Regions from separate parts of the Sus scrofa genome. Here region 2 is linked to region 1. The links are chromatin contacts, called in public promoter capture Hi-C maps. All regions are on one chromosome and are shown on one strand. The core of a region is the stretch at or near the end of the contact, and the rest is flanking DNA. Distances in the headings are between cores, read along the strand shown.

Region 1 (6,888 bases), core at 2,324-4,823:
ATCCACATGGGAGTACTGCAAAACAGGGAGTCATGGCTCTGGTTTTTGTTGTGGCTCAGTCACACAAACATAAATGACTATCCACCCAGCTGATCTTTAGTCTCCAGTCCCTCAGGAAGTTGGAGGCAGGAGGCCTGGCTAATACAGGGGCCCAGAGCCACCGACAAAAATCACATTGTTAGACCTTGCTATTACCTAAGCCCCCAGGTAAACAAAGACTCTTAGGTAGGGCATTCTCAGGGTTCAGGGATCACCTCCAAGGAGCTGAGGGCAAATATCAGAGCTATTTTGAATAAGGTTCACTCTACTACAACAGCAGTGAAAGTTTGAAGGTGGAAAAAGGGAACTGGATTGATGGTGATGCTGTCATCTGAGACGGAATATGCAAGCAGCAAATGGCAACATAGGTTTGGGAAGGAAAAATAATAACATGCTTTTAAGTTGGCCTGGTAAATAACTAAATAAAGTTACCAGAATACACTTAGAAATATGGGACTGAAACTTAGGAAGAATGGCACCACTTGACATGACAGCATATTGAGGGAAGTTTGGAGTCTTGCTCTGAATGGGCTCACCTGAGGCAGAACATATACGCAACATGTAGGGTAAAAATTGTACCAGGATAAAGAACTTCAAAGGGCTGCTCAGAGGATGACAGCAAGAAGGGTTTTTACAAACAAAATTAAACACCAAATCTTTCCACTAGAGGAAACTAAAAATTTTGAGTAAATTATTAGCTTTCTAGATAGCACAAAAATGCACTTGCCTTCCCCTGGAAGTACACAGACTCTGCTAGCATGTTATGTCTTGCAAATAAATAGTTAAAAACCAAAAATGTTTCTGTTCTTATTTCCCCATGCCATCCTACCTGCTCAGATTTCTAAGTAGAGAAAGCCTTTATTTTGCCTATGGCAAATTTAGCACATGTTTATGCAAAACTTAAATTACCATGAAAACCCAACAAAAAGGTAGATGAAGCAGAAGGCACACCTAATCAAATGGATTTGAGGTTCACTGCTCATTTCAGTTAGGGTCAAATAATAATTTATAAATCTGTCTGAGCACATTAAATGGAAAAATAACTCATAGGTATAAAGTCTGAGGACAATACACTTCTTGCAAACTTTTTTTTTTTTAATCATCCGTATATGCCTAATTACATCCCAGGTATGAGAGGCACATAGAATAGGGGTGAGCAGCGGGAGTTCATGAACCAGAGAGCCTGGGCACAAATCCCAGCTCTGCCGCTTACTAGCTGAGTGAACTTGGGCAAGTTACTTAAACTCTGTGTAGTTTCCTCAAATGAAAAGTGGGAAACAAGGCTCACGGGTTTGTTCCGAGAATCACACAAAGTCAGTATTGACTGGCATGTAATAAGCATGCAGAAGGTGCTTGATTATTTGCCTAATGTGTTTGAGTACCTTTACATACTGAAAACCTCATGAATTAATTACACATCACAATTTGTTACTCTTTCTTCTCTGTGAGACAAGAAACCTAGTTTTGCAACAAAACTACAACTATAAACTACAATTTCATATTGCAGTATTTTTAAGTTTCTAAAACAGCTTAATTTGTCTAGGATTATCTCAGAACTACTTCATGCCTTATTAAGTCACCGAGACACAGCTTCTCTTCAGGTCATTGCTGGGACCATCAGGCTTTGTTAGATAAGACTATGTATGCCTATTTTTATCAGGATATTTATGGAATTAACAGTTCATATAGTTTTAACCATGAATCTCCTCTCCCATGAACACCAGACTATCAGAAAACCGAGCATGGGGGACTGTTTTGCTCTCTGTAGTTCAATGGGTATAGTATACTGTAGCAGTCACTCAGTGTAAAGAACCCACAGAGTAAAATACTGGCCAAACACAAAACTCACTAAACATACAAATTGCACTTCCCTCACATCTATGAATTAAATTTTTTTTTCTGCTTCCTATAATACATTTAAATAATTTGTGTGTGTGCATGTGTGTGTGTGTGTATGCACAAGCATTATGTTCAAAACATAGCCAGCTAAAGACAAGGAAGAAACATGATTACCAAATAAACTGAGTTTAGCTAAGATAGGCAGTGTTGGCTTTAAAGATGTGTTTCATTACCTTCTGAATTTCAGAAACTAGTCGTATATCCTCAAAAGTTTTAAGATTTTTCTGTTACAATATAATTAACTTTGTCAAACTGGTGGGGAGCCCTGTTTCAAAGATCAAAGCAATTACTCAAGACAAGGTCCTAACAAATCTTTGCTTACTATCACTTCAAGGCTTCTCTTCTCCCCTTTCTATCATCCTATGATTCAATCTATTTCTTCATCCTTCTTCCCTTCTGACCTCTCAGCAGGAAGTGGCAGCCAGGTTTAGATCCTTCATCTTTTATCTTCACAGTATCCCTCCCCAAGCAGGGTTTATTTCTTGTTCTAACATAAAGAGTCAAGAGATGAATAGTACTAACCTTACTGTATTCCAGGCATCTCCAAGTTCTCTGGAATATTGCTTTTCAAAATGATCCAAAACAACTTTGCAAATCTGTTTTGCAAGCTTCCTCTCTGATTTTGCTTTCAGCTATGATGATAAGAAAAGGTTGCTGACACACTCTGATAACACAAATTTACTGAACTTCAATATTAGCACAGTCTTTTTACTTAAGATAACACTTTTTTCCTGATAACTACCAGTTCTTACAACAGGAGCTGTAGCTCACATGTAACAAAATAGTATTGTGATACTCTAATCAATTACATTTCAATAAAACCTGTTTAAAAACTGAATTATGATACTCTACTTAGGAAAAAAAGGTTTCTCCCAATAATTACTGTGCAAATGTAAAGCAAAAATTAAATCAGAATGTTAACACAGAAATATCAAAAGAACAAATTTAATTTAAATAAGCCACTCCAACTGCTAACATTTGGGGAAATTGGGTGAAAAGTATATGGGAGGCCTGCATTATCTTTGCAATTTTTTGTAAATGTAAAATTATTCTAAAACAAATTTTATTGAGAATATTCATTCTAGTCTCCTGTGGAAACTTCTTTGCAATTCTATTTCATTTTCTAATCCAAGAAAAGTTTATCGATGGATAATATAGCAGACATCCTCCTAAGCTCCCAGGAAAGAGCAATGACAAAGGCTGTCTCAGCCCTCCAAGAGCATGCATTCTGCTCAAAGCTGAAGGAGGTGGATATTAAGTTTTGCAGGCTGGACTGCGAACATGTTATTTGAAGTGGAGGTGAGTCTTGGGAGAAAACGAAAAGGCCCGCGGGCACGCGTCCAAACACTCAGAACTATTCTAAGGCTTTACATTACAGCTAGAGAAACTCAGAGGTCACAAGGTTCCCCCCCGCCCCAAACCCAGCTCCCTCCCTCGCCACGTCGTCTGCCGGCGAAGTGTCTCGTTGAGTCAAAGGCACTCGGCTGGGTCCCAGTCCTCACCCGGGTCAACATCACCCCGTCAGGAAAGGTCAAATAAGAAGTCAATACCGCCCAGCCTGTAAAGCCTGCGCGGCACCTAAAACACAGCGTGTCTTCCGAACTTCTCCGGAATTCTCTTTCATCCCTCACTTTTCCGGTTTAACTTCTCGCGAGATACTGCTTTGCCCGAGTCATCGAAATCTCGCCAAAAGATCTAGGTCCCGCGAGAGGCAAACGAAAAGTTATTGCTGCCTCCAAAGGAAGCGGCGGTGCCTACCTACTCCCTGCGGCGAGCTTGAGCCCGTGGGCGGAGTCTTGGGTTGTCAGAAAGTCACGCCTCACGCTAAACGTCGCTCACAGCCCTCTGCTGATGTGCTCAGTGAAAGAATGGAAGTCTTCGTCACTTAGGTTTTTTGTGTGATCATTGTTTTAAGATGTTCTCAGAGGCTAGTTCCAGAGCTAATCTATCAAATCCGAAGACCTTTGTTAGCACAGGTATTCATAACTCAAGATAAAAGAACGGATATGATAAAAAAAATTGTTACTCATTTCCTAGAATTGGCCCATTGGCATAATCTCTCTTTTTCATTAATTTTTTAAAAATTAAACTGTAGTTGATTTAAAATGTTGTGCCATAATCTGTTTTAATGGGGAGCGTTAAAGGATTAAGTTGATTGAAATACACAGGTAAAGCGCTTAGCACAGAGACTAGAAAACAGTAAACGCCAAAATGTTAGCTGTTATTGTGTATTATTTTCACTTTCTTGATCTTCGTGATTATCATCAAGTTCTGATACGAAATACCTAACCACCAAAGTGTCCTTCCTTACACTCTAAACCCTACAAAATGACCCTCCTCACCACCTCTACTGAGAGAAGTGTTACTAGTTCTCAGGAAAGTATTACACCCATTCTTGATAGGAATAGCAATTTATTTGCTCCTTTAGTGTTATTCTTTAGTTGCTCCCTTGTAACAGTAGTCAGCAATTTATCAGAAAATCAGTGCTTAGTAGAATACCTAATACGAAGTAAGCATCATCTTTTTGAGGCCCTCGATGCTAAAAATATCAGTATCGGTGTATAACACAGGTGCAAATCTTAAGACCAAGTAAAATGATAAACGTCATTACCCCTAATGTGACTCGAAGTTTAATATATTTATTTAAACAAGTTCCCCAGTTATCTACTACTGAATTTAGATTTGATGCAAAAGAAAATATAATATTAAGAAGTGAGGTGATTAAATGCATTAGTTTGTTGTATGTTTAAAGAAAAATTATTAACTTTCAGCCTCTAAGAGATTTTATAAATTTATATTTTCTGTACTCATTATAGATTGTTGCATTTAAAGAATCAATATATTTGCAATGTAGACATACAAAAATGTTTAAGGAGGTAGTAGAAGTCAGATATACTATTTTTCCACAGGAAAGGGGATATGTTATGCTTGGAGAGAGGTTATATTAGTTTTGTTGTATTGTGACTTCTTTAGCATATTCCTGTTTTCTAATTTTTTAATAAACTAATGCTTATTGAAGAAAAATATTTTAAGCATATGGGCATGAAAATCATGCACAATACCACTAGAAATAACCACTATTAATGTTTCGGTGTATTTCTCTAATTTTATTCATTTTCAAGGTTGATCAAAGTATGTATAATGTATCCTCTATTTATAACCATTTTCTTATATTAAAAAATATTCATATATAATACATCATTTCTAGAACTTGCTTGGTATTTGGAGGTTTGGAGGTTATCACACTTACTAGCTATCTTATTATCGATAGACATTTTTGCACATGAATCTTTGCGTGTCTGATAATATAATTTTTAATTATGTCCTTAGTCTGGGTAGGTTTTCCAAATCTTACTAGTTATTATATTTCTTTTGTAAATTACCTAATCATATCCACTTTTCTAGACCTGTCTTAGTGCTATTTTTTGTGCAATTTTTGTTTATATTAGAGATGTTAACCATGTCACATTTTCAAGTACTTTGTCAATTTTTCTTACATCAGTTTGATTTTAAACATGAAGATATTTTAAATTTTTATTGTTTGAGTTTTTAATTGATGCTATTGCTTAGATTCTCTTATTCCACAGAAGGGAGCTACTTATGTTTTCTTCTCCCTTTTTCTTTACAGGTTGATCTCCCTCATTTAATCCATTAATCTTTCTAGAATCAATTAGTATATCATGAGCATGCTAATGGATTTCCTCAACCTAACATCAAATAGCTACTGAAGAATTTTAAAATTCCACATTAAGTTTTAAGAATATAAGCTACTAGAGGGAGACTTATTTTAAACCACTGCACACATGAGATAAGAAATTACGCTGACACAAATGCCAAAAATTGATAGGGTTTTAAAATTATTGTTATTATTATTATTGTTATTATTGTTATTGCTATTATTATAGTCTTAAAGAATGATGCAGTTTAAGAATACGAGGACTTACTGCTAAGCAGAAAAATAATTTTTACATCCCTAAGCAATTTTATTGTGAAGTCGTTCGATATAAGTGTTTCAGAATAAATTTTTTTTTGTCTTTTTGCCATTTCTTGGGCCGCTCCCGTGGCATGTGGAGGTTCCCAGGCTAGGGGTCTAATTGGAGCTATAGCTGCCAGCCTACACCAGAGCCACAGCAACGCGGGATCCGAGCCTTGTCTGCAACCTACACCACAGCTCACTGCAACACCGGATGGTTAACCCACTGAGCAAGGCCAGGGATCGAACCCGCAGCCTCATGGTTCCTAGTCAGATTCGTTAACCACTGCGCCACGACAGGAACTCCCAGAATAAATTTTTAATGAATTTTCATACTTATATTAACCAGCTCTTAAGGCTTTTCATCTTCATATAGAGGCTTATATCTCAAAAAGGTATAGACAGCATTTGTAGTAAAACACTCTGACATCAAGTTAGTGTTAACTCCTTAAACTGGGTGGCAGAAAAACACCAGAAAGAAACCTACCACCGAAGCAAGAAAACAAAGCATAGTTAAAGGTAATCTTGAACTTAACTTTACGTGAGTAGCTAGTTAGATGAGGCTCTCATTTTTTTAACTACAGACCTCCAAAGTGGTATGTACAAATTCCAGCACATAACCCACTGGGACTGGGAAGTATATATAGTAACTTGTATTTTCTTTTAATTTTTTAGGAGTTCCCATCATGGCTCAGTGGTTAACGAACCCAACTAGCATCCATGAGAACATGGGTTCAATCCCTAGCCTTCCTTAGTGGGTTAAGGTTCTGGCGTTGTCATGAGCTGTGGTGTAAGTTGCAGACTCAGCTGGGATCTTGCATTGCTGATCCCGTGTTGCTGTGGTGTTGCTGTGGCTCCAGTGTAGACTGGCAGCTACATCTCCAATTGGACCCCTAGCCTGGGAACCTCCATATGCCACAGGTACGGCCCTAAAAATACAAAAAAAAAAAAAAAATTTTTAAAGGAGTCCTTTCGGA
Region 2 (6,888 bases), core at 1,790-4,289, 92 kb after region 1:
ATAAACATCTCTTACAGCTTATCAGCTCTGAACCCAAGTACTGTATCTGTAAAATGGGCATGAAAATACCTACTTTGCAGGGCTTCTAATATGAAATGAGAGAAATAAAGCTCAAGTGCAATTTCTAGCAAATAACAGCAGATTTTGAAGTTGGTATAAGTTGCTGCTGCTGTGGCATAGGTCACAATTGTGGCTCTGACTCGATCCCTGGCCCAAGAACTTCTATATGCTTCGGATGCAGGTGAAGAAAAAAAAAATCTCCTGAATATCTAACTATCTGAAGGCCTGTTTTGCCAGAGCACAGAGTGCCTCATTCCTGATCTCTATTCTTAACCCCTTTCAAGATGTGTTCAAGGTCAGTGGCTGCAGTGGCTAGTACCTTAACCCTTACAGAGTCAGATAGCAAGTGTCAACTTATGGCTGACTTGGTGGAGAGTGATGGTGATGCAGATAATAAACATAATAAGTAAATGAGACAGTATATTAGCAGAAGATGATATGGAGAAATGGAAAACTTGTTGAGGGAATGGGATTAGAATTAGGACTAGGAAAAAAGATTAGATTAGTGGTTAAATTTTGGATAAGTTTTGTTTTGTTTTGTTTTAGCTTTTTAGTGCAACACCCTCAGCGTATGGAGGTTCCCAGGCTAGGGGTCTAATTGGAATTGGAGCTACAGATGTTGGCTTACATCATAGCCACCGCAACATTGGATGCGAGCATCTTCTGTGACCACAGCTCACGGAAACGCTGGATCCTTAACCCACTGAGCAAGGCCAGGGATCAAACCCGTAATCTCATGGTTCCCAGTCGGATTCATTTCTGCTCCGCCATGACAGGACCTCTGGATAAGATTTAATTTCATGTTTAGAAGCATAATGAAAAGAAATTTTGGCAAAATAAAACTGACCAAATTTTGGCAAAGTAAAACTGACCAAATGTTAATCAATATTGAGCTGAAGGCAGAGTCATCTTCACAGAGCAAACTTGTGTGATAATTAAAAAACTGAAAATTTTATCCAAATATAATTATTAAATTCTATTTTAAAATATTTCAGTGTAAATTATTTTTCATAGTTTGACATTACAATATATGTAGGACACACAATTTCTCTGCATTTTATTTTAAAATATTTTAGTGTAAATTATTTTTCATAGTTTGACATTATAATATATGTAGGACACACAATTTTTCTGCATTGACAACTACTGTATACTTGTGGTCTTAAAATTTTATTTATTTTCAGTTGGAGTCATTGAAAGAGTAAGATTTTTCTTTTAGGTACCTTGCATTTCTCTTAATATTTCCCTCTTCATGCTCTCTATATTTTTTCAATGTCTGTATTGGAGATGATTTGTTATGAACATTGTTGGTTCATGATTTTGGATGTTTTCCCTCCTCCTGAAATCTTGAGATCTGAAGATTGATAATCTACTCTTATTTCCTCCTCACAAGATGAGGAAAGTCTTGTGGCTTAAATGTATTTAAATATTCAGTAATTAAATATGATACTTAAAGGGCATTTTGTTTTATGCTCTGATTGCTAGCATACCACACAAATCTACAGAGATTAGAATTACATTTATAATTAAATCACTTGGGGCTGGGAATAAAGTGGTGAATAGACTGACATGGTAGACTCAGACACAGCAAGAAGGAAGATAATTTAAAAGAGGGAAGGAGTTCCCATTCTGGCTCAGTGGTTAAAGAATCCGATTAGGAACCATGAGGTTGTGGGTTCGATCCCTGGCCTTGCTCAGTGTGTTAGGGATCCGACGTTGCTGTGAGCTGTGGTGTAAGCAGCAGACATGGCTGGGGATCCAGCGTTGCTCTGGCTCTGGCGTAGGCCCGCGGCTACAGCTCTGATTAGACCCCTCGCCTAGAAACCTCCATATGCCGAGGAAGCAGCCCTAGAAATGGCAAAAAGACAAAGTAAATAAATTAATTTAAAAAAAATAAAAGAGGGAAGTATATGGATATATTCAGCAATTCCTTTGCAAATGTTCTTACCAGAAAAGTGATTCTAATATCATCCTCCATCCAGCTGGATCACAGAACTACAGAAAGCCAGAGCAGGATTACACCCTTGAAAGATGATCAGCCTATTGACTTTGACTCATAGACAAAATAAATCAATTGATATGTTCATTTGCAGAGAAATACTGCAAGTGATAATAGTAAGTGTGCCTTAAGTATGTACTACTACTTAACACACTTATTGCTTCACATGTTAACTCTTTAAATTCTTACATTAACATTGTGAAAAAACCTACTATTACCGCCATTTATTTACAGATAATACAACTAGTGAGTGGCAGAGCATTGCCATTTGAATCCAGGTAGTTTCGCGCCAACAGCGGACTTCAACATTAAGTAACATTTCACACGTGCATGTCTAAACAGAAAGGAGAGGTTATGCGTAAACAACAAAAACACGAACTGTTGCAAGTTTATAGAATTTGATACATTCTCTTTTCCCCCAAAACATGTTTTTGCTATAGTTTTTTTTTTAACACTATAAATACAAGAACAAAACAAAAATGTGGGTGATCAAAACTATCATATTTGCTTCTATTACTTCTGTGTTCTGTAGCGTTCCTAGAGTTCTCTAGGTTTAGGTTAACATCCTCATGACCAACCTCAGTCTCTCCTGATTTTTCCTTCTAAGCCGGGGGTACTCCTAACTCTTGAGTCCTCAAAGTTTTCTTGGCCGCTCAGCCTTCCACTCCAGCTCACTGGAGGTTTTTTTTGTTTTGTTTTGTTTTTACTGCGTTTGCTTCTCCTTCCCCTTGTCAAACCACAAACGCTGGAGTCTGGGAAAGGGCGAGCGAGGAAGGACGTCTGTCTGGACAGTGTTTACTAGGCCTCCAGCACTCTCCCTGAGCCCTGCCCCCAGCTCTGAAAAGAAAAGCTTCCTGGAAAAGTCCTTGTTATCACTTCCCACGTCGGGCTGGGGGCTGGGAGCTGGGAGCTGGGAGCTGGGAGCTGGGAGCGGGCGGTCCCCTCCGCCCTCGGCTCGGCAGCTCCGCGGGCTCGTAAGCTCGCAGGCGCCGCTGCGCCGCAGTCTTCAGAGAGCGGCGCCCGGGTCGCAGCTACCGGGCGCGCCGACCGCAAGGGTCCCCACAGAGACCCGCCACTGTTGCCGCCCGCGCCTCCGCCCGCTTCGCCATGAGGGTCCTGGGTGGGCGCTGCGGGGCGCTGCTGGCGTGCCTCGCCCTAGCGCTTCCCGTCTTGGAGGCGAACTGTGAGTAATCAATAGGGTCTTTTCTTCTTTCCTCAGTTGTGCCAACTGAACGAGCCCTGTAGGGAGGATTTTCTTTTCCAGGGCTTCAGCCTCCTAGAAAGTTGCCAGTAAGTCCAGCAATCACTCGGCTGCTTCCATCAGCCGTGGATCTAGTGGGCAGTGTAATGGTGGGACAGAGTTGATATTTACCCTGCTCTGGGAATCAGGGGTTGCCTACAGGACAGATTCTAGAACTAGAGTGACACTAAATATCAATGAAAGAATTAGGACGCCTACTCATTTGCCACAAACAGCTGAAGTTCTCAGAGGAGAAAGATGGGCGCGTTATAGTATAAAACGCGGGAGGAAAAGCTAACGCACTCTGTCTTCCCTTTGCACAAGCTCCTGTCCTCAACCAGCACCCCCTGCTGCAACCTACCTCCCTATTGCAATTTCTGAACTTTGAGCTTGGTTTGCTTATCTCAGCATTGACAAACTAATTGTTTTGAGATGACTGCGGGTTTGCAGAGCAGTAGGGAGATGTCATATTTTAACCTTGAAATCAAAAGGATTGTTAAATATTGTAGTTCTTAGATCATTTTGTACTGGGGATTTTTGACACCGAGTGCTACTGCTGAGGTCTTTGCATGAGTTCTTTGAACTTTATCTTTGTGTTTCCTATTCTTTATGTTCCCATGCCTGGATTCAAGACAGGTCTCTAAAAAATACATAGGGATATTAAGGCATTTAGCACATCTTAGTTGTCAGTTTGTTCTCTAAAGTTTAAGCCTGTTCAGTGTTCAAAAATGCTAACTTGTGTTATGTTTTATTCTCAGGAAATGGCATGGGAGAGATAAACTCCGAATTAAACCATAACTTTTAAGTTGCTTAAAGCTCCGATGTAAGCTTTTCAAAGATGATAATTTCAGGGCAATTAAATAGGTATTTACTAATATCCCACTGGTTTTTACTAGTTACAGATCAGGATGAATGAAGTATTTTAAAATTCTAATTTAAAGGCTAAAACATTTGTTGATCTTTTAATAAAGACCTACAATAGCAGAAGTTCAACATTCAAACCTCTGTCATTAAGCCTATATGTTGATCTTTATTAGTAAAGACCTACAATAGCAGAACTTCAACATTCAAACCTATATCATTAAGCACATACACTAACTCATTATCTATGTAGTTCATTAGGACAATTAAGTATTTGTCTGATAACCAGTGTTTTGGAGAGGAGAAAAAGGCAAAAATGGCTTGCCACACTTACTGCTTGTCATCACAGGAGTTTGCTAAACCCTTTCTTTTTGTAGATATTGTTACATTTTCACTGAACCTAGGCAGAGTTAAAAATGTGTGTATGTATATTATACACAGATAATCAAACCATGTAGATGGAGAAATATACTTGTCATGTATACTGGTAAACAAACACTGATACAGTGGCTAAATTAATTCTACAAATACATCATATAAAGAAAAGTTGTGGCTAGAGTTCTCTGGTGCAACCAGTTAAAGATCTGGCACCAGTTTTAATCCCTGGCCCAAGACCTTCCACATGCCATAGGCGTGGCCAAAAAAAAAAAAGAATAGTTGGCCCTATAAGGCCTTTATTTTTAAAGATATTGTAGTTTAATTGAATTAAAAAGTCAGTCACTATAAAATCATAACAAGTACTTCTTCCTTTTCTGCCTTCATTCCTGACCTATGCATTTTGGTTTTAGGAAAAAGAGCACCATATAAGATAATTCAGAGCATGTAGCACTTTTTCAAAAAAATCACATTTTCAAAGATAGTGTGTCTCAAAAGGCCATACCTGAGCCCTGAATAATTAGTTCGGAATTTCATAAGGCTAGCTCTTTCCAGGTATCATAATACAGAGACCAATGAAAACCATGATAATCACCCCATTGATTTATTTCCTTATTAAATATCTCTAACCTATAAGTACAAATCGCTGCTCTTTCATGAAAAAAGTGCCCTAAGTAGTCAGCCATTCACCAGGTAACTGGTTGGATTTTGTAGTCTGTCCAACCTCCAACAGTTGAATGAATGGAAGTTCTGTTAATAAATTTGGTGTTTTGCTTTTTTTCTTAGTAGCAAGTGTGCAGTGGTCTCTGTGAGGGAAAGTTGTGTAGTTGAGTCTACATGTAGCCTGCATCCTTGCCATAATACATGACTGCTATTTTATGAGTATTGAATAGATACTAGACCAAGTAACACAAAGCCACAGCCTGAAGTCCATATGTACCCACAGACTTGTGTGTTGGTTCTCATGGTGATTTAAAAATCAGAAAATTTCATCTAAAGTTTTGGTTTCATGACTTTTTTTTTTTTTTTTTTTTTTTTTTACTTTTTAGTTTTAAGGACTGCACTTGCAGCATATGGAAGTTCCTAGGCGAGGGGTCAAATTGGAGCTGCAGCTGCCGACCTATACCACCTATACCACAGCCACAGCAATGCAAGATCCGAGCTGCATCTGTGGTCTACACCACAGCTCATGGCAACTTGGGATTCTTAACCCACTGAGTGAGGCCAGGGATTGAACCTGCATCCTCATGGATTCTAGTCAGGTTTATTAACTGCAGAGCGACAACAGAAACTCCTCATGACCTCTTTTGAAAAACAAAAGAAGATCTTGTAATACTGGGGCCCACATTCCAACATAGCAAGATTCAGCTAGAGCTGATTCATGGCTACCTTCTTTAGCTAGAATATACTCTCTCCAGTTTGCCATAAATCCAAGGATCCCTCATTTTCTATCAGCAAATTCTCTTCCCTTGTTTATGGTACCTGTTTGACACGTGTAGATTTTTGAGTTTATGGCCCTTGCACTAGATTACTTGAAAAGAAACACAGCTGACAGTCATTAAGTGGGCCATTCTGTCCTCTCTTATAATTAGGAACCTCTCTGGTATGGGACTATCCTGTGAAATTAGCTTGGAACACAAATATTCTCAGCTCTGAGGCAATTCTTGCCCAAAATTCCTTGTTTCTAAGCCTTAGATCTAACTCTTTACAGATCTCTAAACAAATGGACAGACCATTTGTAACCATTGAGATCCTGATATCAGATAATTTCTCATTCTAAACAATGTGAAAAATAAGGTTTATCTGTCTGCCCATCTTAAGAGTTTGTTTCTCCTATGCTCTTCAGCATCACCCTTGAGAGATGCTGTGTTTGTTAGTCCATTTCTGCCTTTAGATTTATAGCAGGTCTACCTCTGGCTCACGGTGGTACATCACACCAAAGCATCTTTTCATTTTCATTCTTGATCATGGGCTTTTCTTTATGAGTGCATAAAGGGAGCTGGAGGGAGGGAAAGAAGTCAGGAGAGTGAGCAATCTGCATAGGCCACTTAGCAGTGCTTAAGCTCATCCCATTCATATCATTTGAATATTCCACAACTGAACTCCTGTCATAACTAAATTTATGGCTAGATGAGAAACGTAGCATCTCATTCATGATGAGCTGTTCAAATCACAGAGTCTCCTGTGTCAGATCTTTATACCACAGAAGTCCAAAAGGGCACCAGGAACAAGTTTCTCAAAGGGAAAATAGTTTCAAAGGGAAAAAAGAAATGTGACTTTGTCCCAATTCATAGACGTCTCTACTGAAGTTCTTCTGGGACTTGCTACAGTCTCTCAAGAGTACCCTGGCATT

Evidence for each region. Promoter capture Hi-C pulls out the DNA fragments that hold promoters and counts their contacts.
Region 2: a contact with region 1 is called in a promoter capture Hi-C map of fetal liver, with 2.2 times the contacts expected there. The contact joins the promoter of PROS1 here to the promoter of NSUN3 in region 1. A contact is called at or near these places in 2 of 5 promoter capture datasets (fetal liver and liver), 2 of 47 Hi-C or Micro-C datasets (heart right ventricle and liver) and 2 of 2 datasets of contacts at active chromatin or transcription factors (alveolar macrophages and skeletal muscle).

What each region holds. Positions count from the first base shown.
Region 1 is chr13:165,819,609-165,826,496 of Sscrofa11.1, forward strand. NSUN3 (tRNA (cytosine(34)-C(5))-methyltransferase, mitochondrial) reads right to left here and starts at 3,574. Exons shown (of 6, transcript XM_003358877.5): 1 at 3,441-3,574; 2 at 2,461-2,570. The coding sequence starts at 3,452. It overlaps LOC102166963 (a long non-coding RNA gene), which reads left to right and starts at 3,726. Exons shown (of 2, transcript XR_307201.3): 1 at 3,726-3,914.
Region 2 is chr13:165,912,259-165,919,146 of Sscrofa11.1, forward strand. It overlaps PROS1 (vitamin K-dependent protein S), which reads left to right and starts at 3,040. Exons shown (of 15, transcript XM_021070736.1): 1 at 3,040-3,242. The coding sequence starts at 3,167.